Linked DNA regions of Mus musculus: region 1 is linked to region 2. Evidence: chromatin contacts called from public Hi-C data. All regions are on one chromosome and are shown on one strand. The core of a region is the stretch at or near the end of the contact, and the rest is flanking DNA. Distances in the headings are between cores, read along the strand shown.

Evidence for each region. Hi-C and Micro-C count contacts between places; a contact is called where the count stands out from the background.
Region 1: a Hi-C map of muscle stem cells shows a contact between it and region 2, with 4 times the contacts expected there. The contact joins the promoter of Jph1 here to the promoter of Terf1 in region 2. A contact is called at or near these places in 1 of 39 promoter capture datasets (liver), 2 of 484 Hi-C or Micro-C datasets (muscle stem cells and uterus) and 2 of 115 datasets of contacts at active chromatin or transcription factors (astrocytes and embryonic forebrain).

What each region holds. Positions count from the first base shown.
Region 1 is chr1:17,096,528-17,099,227 of GRCm38.p6, reverse strand. Jph1 (junctophilin 1) reads left to right here and starts at 1,339. Exons shown (of 5, transcript NM_020604.2): 1 at 1,339-2,002. The coding sequence starts at 1,624. Gm46085 (a long non-coding RNA gene) reads right to left here and starts at 1,395. Exons shown (of 3, transcript XR_001778833.2): 1 at 977-1,395; 2 at 403-547; 3 at 1-103. Gm31982 (a long non-coding RNA gene) reads left to right here. Exons shown (of 4, transcript XR_865203.2): 4 at 443-655.
Region 2 is chr1:15,804,340-15,807,039 of GRCm38.p6, reverse strand. It overlaps Terf1 (telomeric repeat binding factor 1), which reads right to left and starts at 1,394. Exons shown (of 10, transcript NM_009352.3): 1 at 1,083-1,394. The coding sequence starts at 1,362.

The sequences.
Region 1 (2,700 bases), core at 90-2,589, 1.3 Mb before region 2:
CCTGTTTTGTCCTCTCAGCCTGGGGAACAGCAGGAATGCACAATCTGAGAGTCCTTCTGAGACCCTGGCTTGTGACCTGGGGAAAAGACTTCCTCCACTGGCACTGTGAAGGCAAGGAGAGATCAATGCCACTCCTAAAAGAGGCTGTAGTATGTGATTCAACTATCCTGTTAGCAATTCTTGACTTTACGGGTACTACCATCGAAATACACCAAGTCTTTCCCCAACACAGAAAGGGGAGGGTATTTCCATTGAGAAAATGGAGATAAAGTTTAGAGGAGGTATCTGAAGTGAGTTCAACAAGGCAGTGAGTGCTGCTGCAGGAGAGTGCATCAGCTGACACCTGTCCTGTGTTTAGAAGTTCATGGCTTCTTTGTTACATTAGCAGAGTGCTTTACTTACCATATTTCTCCTTGAAAACTGTGTTTTCTTTTCTAAACAGTGGGCGACAGTGGAGAGGTCCCAGGTGTGCATTCCAGGCACTCAAGCAATACATACAGACTAAGCCTGTTTGGGTGCACAGCTCCAGGATGTAGCATTTCTAAAGCTGAGAACAGATGAGGGAACAGGCTGGAATGTAAAAGACAATGCCCTGTGTTCCTGCAATGCCAGCTACAAAGCCCATCACTTCTACAAATAAAACCCAAACAACTCATGCCCATGCTCTTTCAAACTGCATTGCCTCTCTTGGAATCTTCATGAAAAGAAATGCAAACACATGTGCCCTGAAATGGGTAGGTGTAAAAGAACATTCTGCACAATTATATCTAGGCTGCCACAGATTTATCACATGCAGACATATATTTGGAGCATATTAATTCATGATGACAGCTGCGCATGACAAATCCAACAGAGCTCAAGTTGGAATGCTGGGGGAAAAAATGCAACTACAAACCCTATGCAGACACACACCACCACCACCACCACCACCACCACCACCACCACCACCACCACCACCACCACCACCACCACCCACCTACACAAGAGTTGTCACTCTATCACACAGGTGGCCTCACTTGTAGAAGACTAAACACAATTGAAAAGCTGGAGGTTCCAGCAGCAAAGAGCAGGTCCCCAGCACAGGCAGCCGCACCTTTATCCGCAGGCTTGACCGTCTCACGTCTCAGAGTACACTGGCCCTCCCAGTCACAGCCCACTCCGCAGACACACACGTGCCCAGAGCTCGCGCGCCAAGCAGCCGGAGGAGAAGCTCGGCTCCGCGGGCTGGGGGCAGGGCCCGGCGGGCGGGCGTGCGGGCGGGCGTGTCATGGGGCCGGGCCTCCGCGCCCAGGGAGGGGACTAGGGGCGGGCGCGGGGCGGTGCCCGGCTCACGTGGGCGGGTGGGAGCAGCTGAAAGTCCGCTCTGGAGACTGGGCTGTCCTCTCGCGCGCGGCGCTGGCCGGGGCGGCGGCGAAGGAGGAGGGAGAGAGGCGGCGGTGGCGACGGCGAAAGAGGAGGGGAAGACGGGGGCGGCGTCGGACTGGAGCCGATCGGCGGTGCGAGCTGCCCGGGGCGCAGTCGTGAGCTCGCCCGACGGGCCCCTACCCCGGAGCTACACCCTGCGGTGCCCAGCTCTGCCCACGTTTGTGCCCCCACGAGGAGCGCGCCGGGGCTGCCCCCCGAATGACGGGCGGAAGGTTCGACTTCGACGATGGCGGCACCTACTGCGGCGGCTGGGAGGAGGGCAAGGCGCACGGGCATGGCATCTGCACGGGGCCCAAGGGCCAGGGCGAGTACTCTGGCTCCTGGTCGCACGGCTTCGAGGTGGTTGGAGTCTACACCTGGCCCAGCGGCAACACCTACCAGGGCTACTGGGCGCAGGGCAAGCGGCACGGGCTGGGGGTGGAGACGAAGGGCAAGTGGATGTACCGGGGGGAGTGGTCACATGGTTTCAAGGGGCGCTACGGGGTCCGGCAGAGCTTGTGCACCCCCGCCCGCTACGAGGGGACCTGGAGTAACGGGCTGCAGGACGGGTACGGCGTGGAGACCTACGGGGATGGAGGTGAGCGGCATCTCGGGAGTCTCCGAGGGCTGACGCGGTGGGCTCTTCCCTGGCTTCGGGGACGTGGGGAGGACGCGAGACGCACGTGTCCGGAAACCCGCCAAAACATCTGGGGAGTCTACCCTCCCTCTCGCCCTCCTCCCCATTTCGAGGGAGACCACTTGGTCTCGCGGCTGGGTCGCAAGTGTCTGCGGCTCCCCGGGCGGGTAGGCTGTCCATACCCCGGGAGTTAGGCGTGCAGGTACCTGGCCGGGGCCCAGAGCCGCGCTGCCCCGGGAGGGCTGGGCAGGAGAGAGGACACTGTCACTTGAGCCTGTCACATTACATTCCTGATCCCTCCCTCTCCAGGCCGGGTTTGAAATCGCCACTCCGGAGGAGTTAGAGGGACGTCTTGAGCTGTGTGGCTGCCGGTCGGTGCTGACCGCCGCGCGGTTTGGTTTCACGTAGAGTCTCGTATTTCGCTTCTGGCCCTCCAGTTAGCCTAAAGATAGAAGCCAGAACCCCATAAGTAGGATGTTGGGGAATTGGACCTTATTGAGGGTGTATTTTCTAGAGTCCTAGTTACAGGCAGCAGAGCAACTGCCCAAAGCAAGCGGCATTCCTAATTTTCTCCCTAACTTTCACTTGGCTCCTTAAAGTACTTTTGAATCAGAAGAACTGTAATCTTTGCTGACCTGGAGATCTTGAGAAAATGCTTT
Region 2 (2,700 bases), core at 145-2,644:
CCATAACTCAAATGTGAAACAGATACTCAAAATTGTTTTTACCAAGATTCACATCTAAATTATAAAATGTATCAAATCACTACTTTGCAATTTATACCATGAAGTTCTTTGTATTTTAGGAAGTAGTATACATATGTAAAGGTTTCCATTGAACTTGTTCAATTCATAATCAACTTTATAACATTTATTTCTTTTTTGTTTGGTTGGTTGGCTTTTCGGGACAGGGTTTCTCTGTATAGACCTGGCTGTCCTGGAACTCACTTTGTAGACCAGGCTGGCCTGGAACTCAGAAATCCGCCTGCCTCTGCCTCCCAAGTGCTGGGATTAAAGGCGTGTTTGAACAAACACAAAGATACACTTGGCAGTGAATATGTACACTGGTAAGCCAACCATATTCCTGGATGTCTCTCACCAACACACAGGCCAGAAGACAAACTTGGGTCTGAGTTTTCAGGCACTGTCAAACTTTTTAAACATTTAAACAAAAGATTCATTTATTTTTATTTTATGAATATGGGTATTTTACCTGCACGTCTGTCTGTGTAACATGTGTATACAGTGCCCGTTGAGGCCAAAAGACGGAAATTTGATCCCCTGGAGTTTAAAAATCCTTCCTCCCCAGGCCTTTGTTTTTGGCCTTCCACTGGCCTAAAGCTTGCCAAATTGGGTTGGGCCAGGGGTCAGTGAGCCCTAGTCACCGGTCTTCCCAGCGCTGTAAGTATATGTGTATGGCATAGGCTCTGGGGATCAAACGCAGGTTCCCTGGCTTGCAAGATAAGCATTGACAAGCTGTACTACCTCCCTTGGCAGCCGCATCCCGGCCCTTCTTAAATGTTTCTATATTCATCTGTTAGAGTTTGGCTCCAGAAGCAGCGGTAGCAACTGGGCTGGCTCCCTTTAAAACAAACAAACAAACATTCTGTCCAGGGGACGCGGAAGGCGTGGGGGCGGGAGCCAGGACTTCCAGCAAACAGGAAGCGGCCGGTTTCGCGCCGTCTCCCGCCTGGGATCCCGCCCCGGTGTGTGCGGGGCAAGCAGGTCTCGGCCGCGACGCAGCCTCCGGCCCGGGAGCCCGCACTCACCCTCGGCGCTGTCACGAGTACGACGAAAGTCCTCGGAGCGGCCGTCACGGAAGGCTCGGCACAGAGACAGGCAGAGGAAGTCGAGCATCCAGCCCGCAGCCACGGCCTCCACCTCAGCCACAAGCTCCGCGTTCTCCATCTCTCTCGGGGTCCCCAGCTGAAGCTGGCACTGGAGCAGCTCCGCGTCGTCTCCCACCTCCTCCTGCTCTGGAGAATCCGAATCTGTCCAGCCCTCACGGCTCGGCGCGTCCCGGGCCGCTGAGGAGACCGTCTCCGCCATGTTAAACCGAAAGCGCTCGCCGTGCCTCAGCTGGCGCCGTGCGCTGATTTGCTCGCGGTGGGCGTGGAAGTCAGCCAATCGCATCGCTAGGGTGGGCTAGTGGCTGGAGCTTGGCTTCCGATTGGCTGAGAACTGCTAAATTCCTTGTCGATCCGAGCCCAGGCGTTTTGGATAGTGTAGCTTCTGGATGATAGGCTAAGATACATTTTAAAAAATGCAATCTGCGCTGGAAACAGGGTAGTTAAAACCGAGAGGTTTTTGACTGCAGATTTTGACTGCATGGCACTGCGCGTCTATAATCCCAGCAGCACTCAGGAGGTGGAGACAGGAAGATTAGGAATTAGGGCCATCTTCAACTACAAAGTCTAGGCCAGCCTGGAGCACTTGAGCGTTATGGCAGCAGCAGCACCAGAAATTTTAACTTGTCGCCATAAACATGAGCATTTAACCCTGTTACACTGTAATCACACTGTCTTTCTACCCTATGTGTTCATTTTATTGAAATCCGGGGTTATTAAAGCTGAAATTGCTGGGCTCTGATTTTTCACTAAAGTTCTGCCTGGGGTGAGCGGGTAGGATGGTGCTGACCCTGGAATTCGCAAGTCTAGTCAGTTCCCCATGAATGCTGAGACTGTTAGTCCCAGGACCACATTTTGATCACTATTACTGTACAATGTTTGCATTGAATGAAAGTATAACAACGTAAAAACAGAATTCTAGGCCTTTAGGCCCAGGCTTGGGAATGTGGCCTTTGTAAAGGTATGCTAATCATAAAAGAGATAGCGACATTCCTCTACCCACCCGCTTCCTGGGTTCAAAGAGTGCTCATTCAAAGAAAGTCACCCTGGCCATTACCAGAACCTGCAATGCAAATGTGCTATTGTTAGGGGCTCTTAGAAGCTGTCTTGAGAGTTAACAATTACCAGGTATTCCTTGTGACTCTATTAACTTTACACTTCCTTGTGACTCTTAACTGGTATCTTTGGTATCTTCCAACAACGCCCTCCCCACTTCCTTGAGTTTCGGTTTCTTCCTTTAAATACCCCCTTACCCAGCTACTGGGGCGCCACGGTCCTCTACCCCTGCGTGGTGTATGACCATGGGCCCGAGAGCGCTCTTGAATAAAAAATCCTCTTGCAATTTGCAGCAAGACCCGTTTCTTGTGGGTGATTTTGGGGTGTCGCCTCTCCTGAGTCAGAACGTGGGGGAGCCCTCACATTGTGGGTCTTTCATGACCATGAGGGCATATTACCCCCAGGCTCTAGAGATGGTGTTGCAGTAAATATTATTTGGGGGTTCTACCCTGTGGGGAATTGCAGGTTGGTCTCCAGTTGAGCT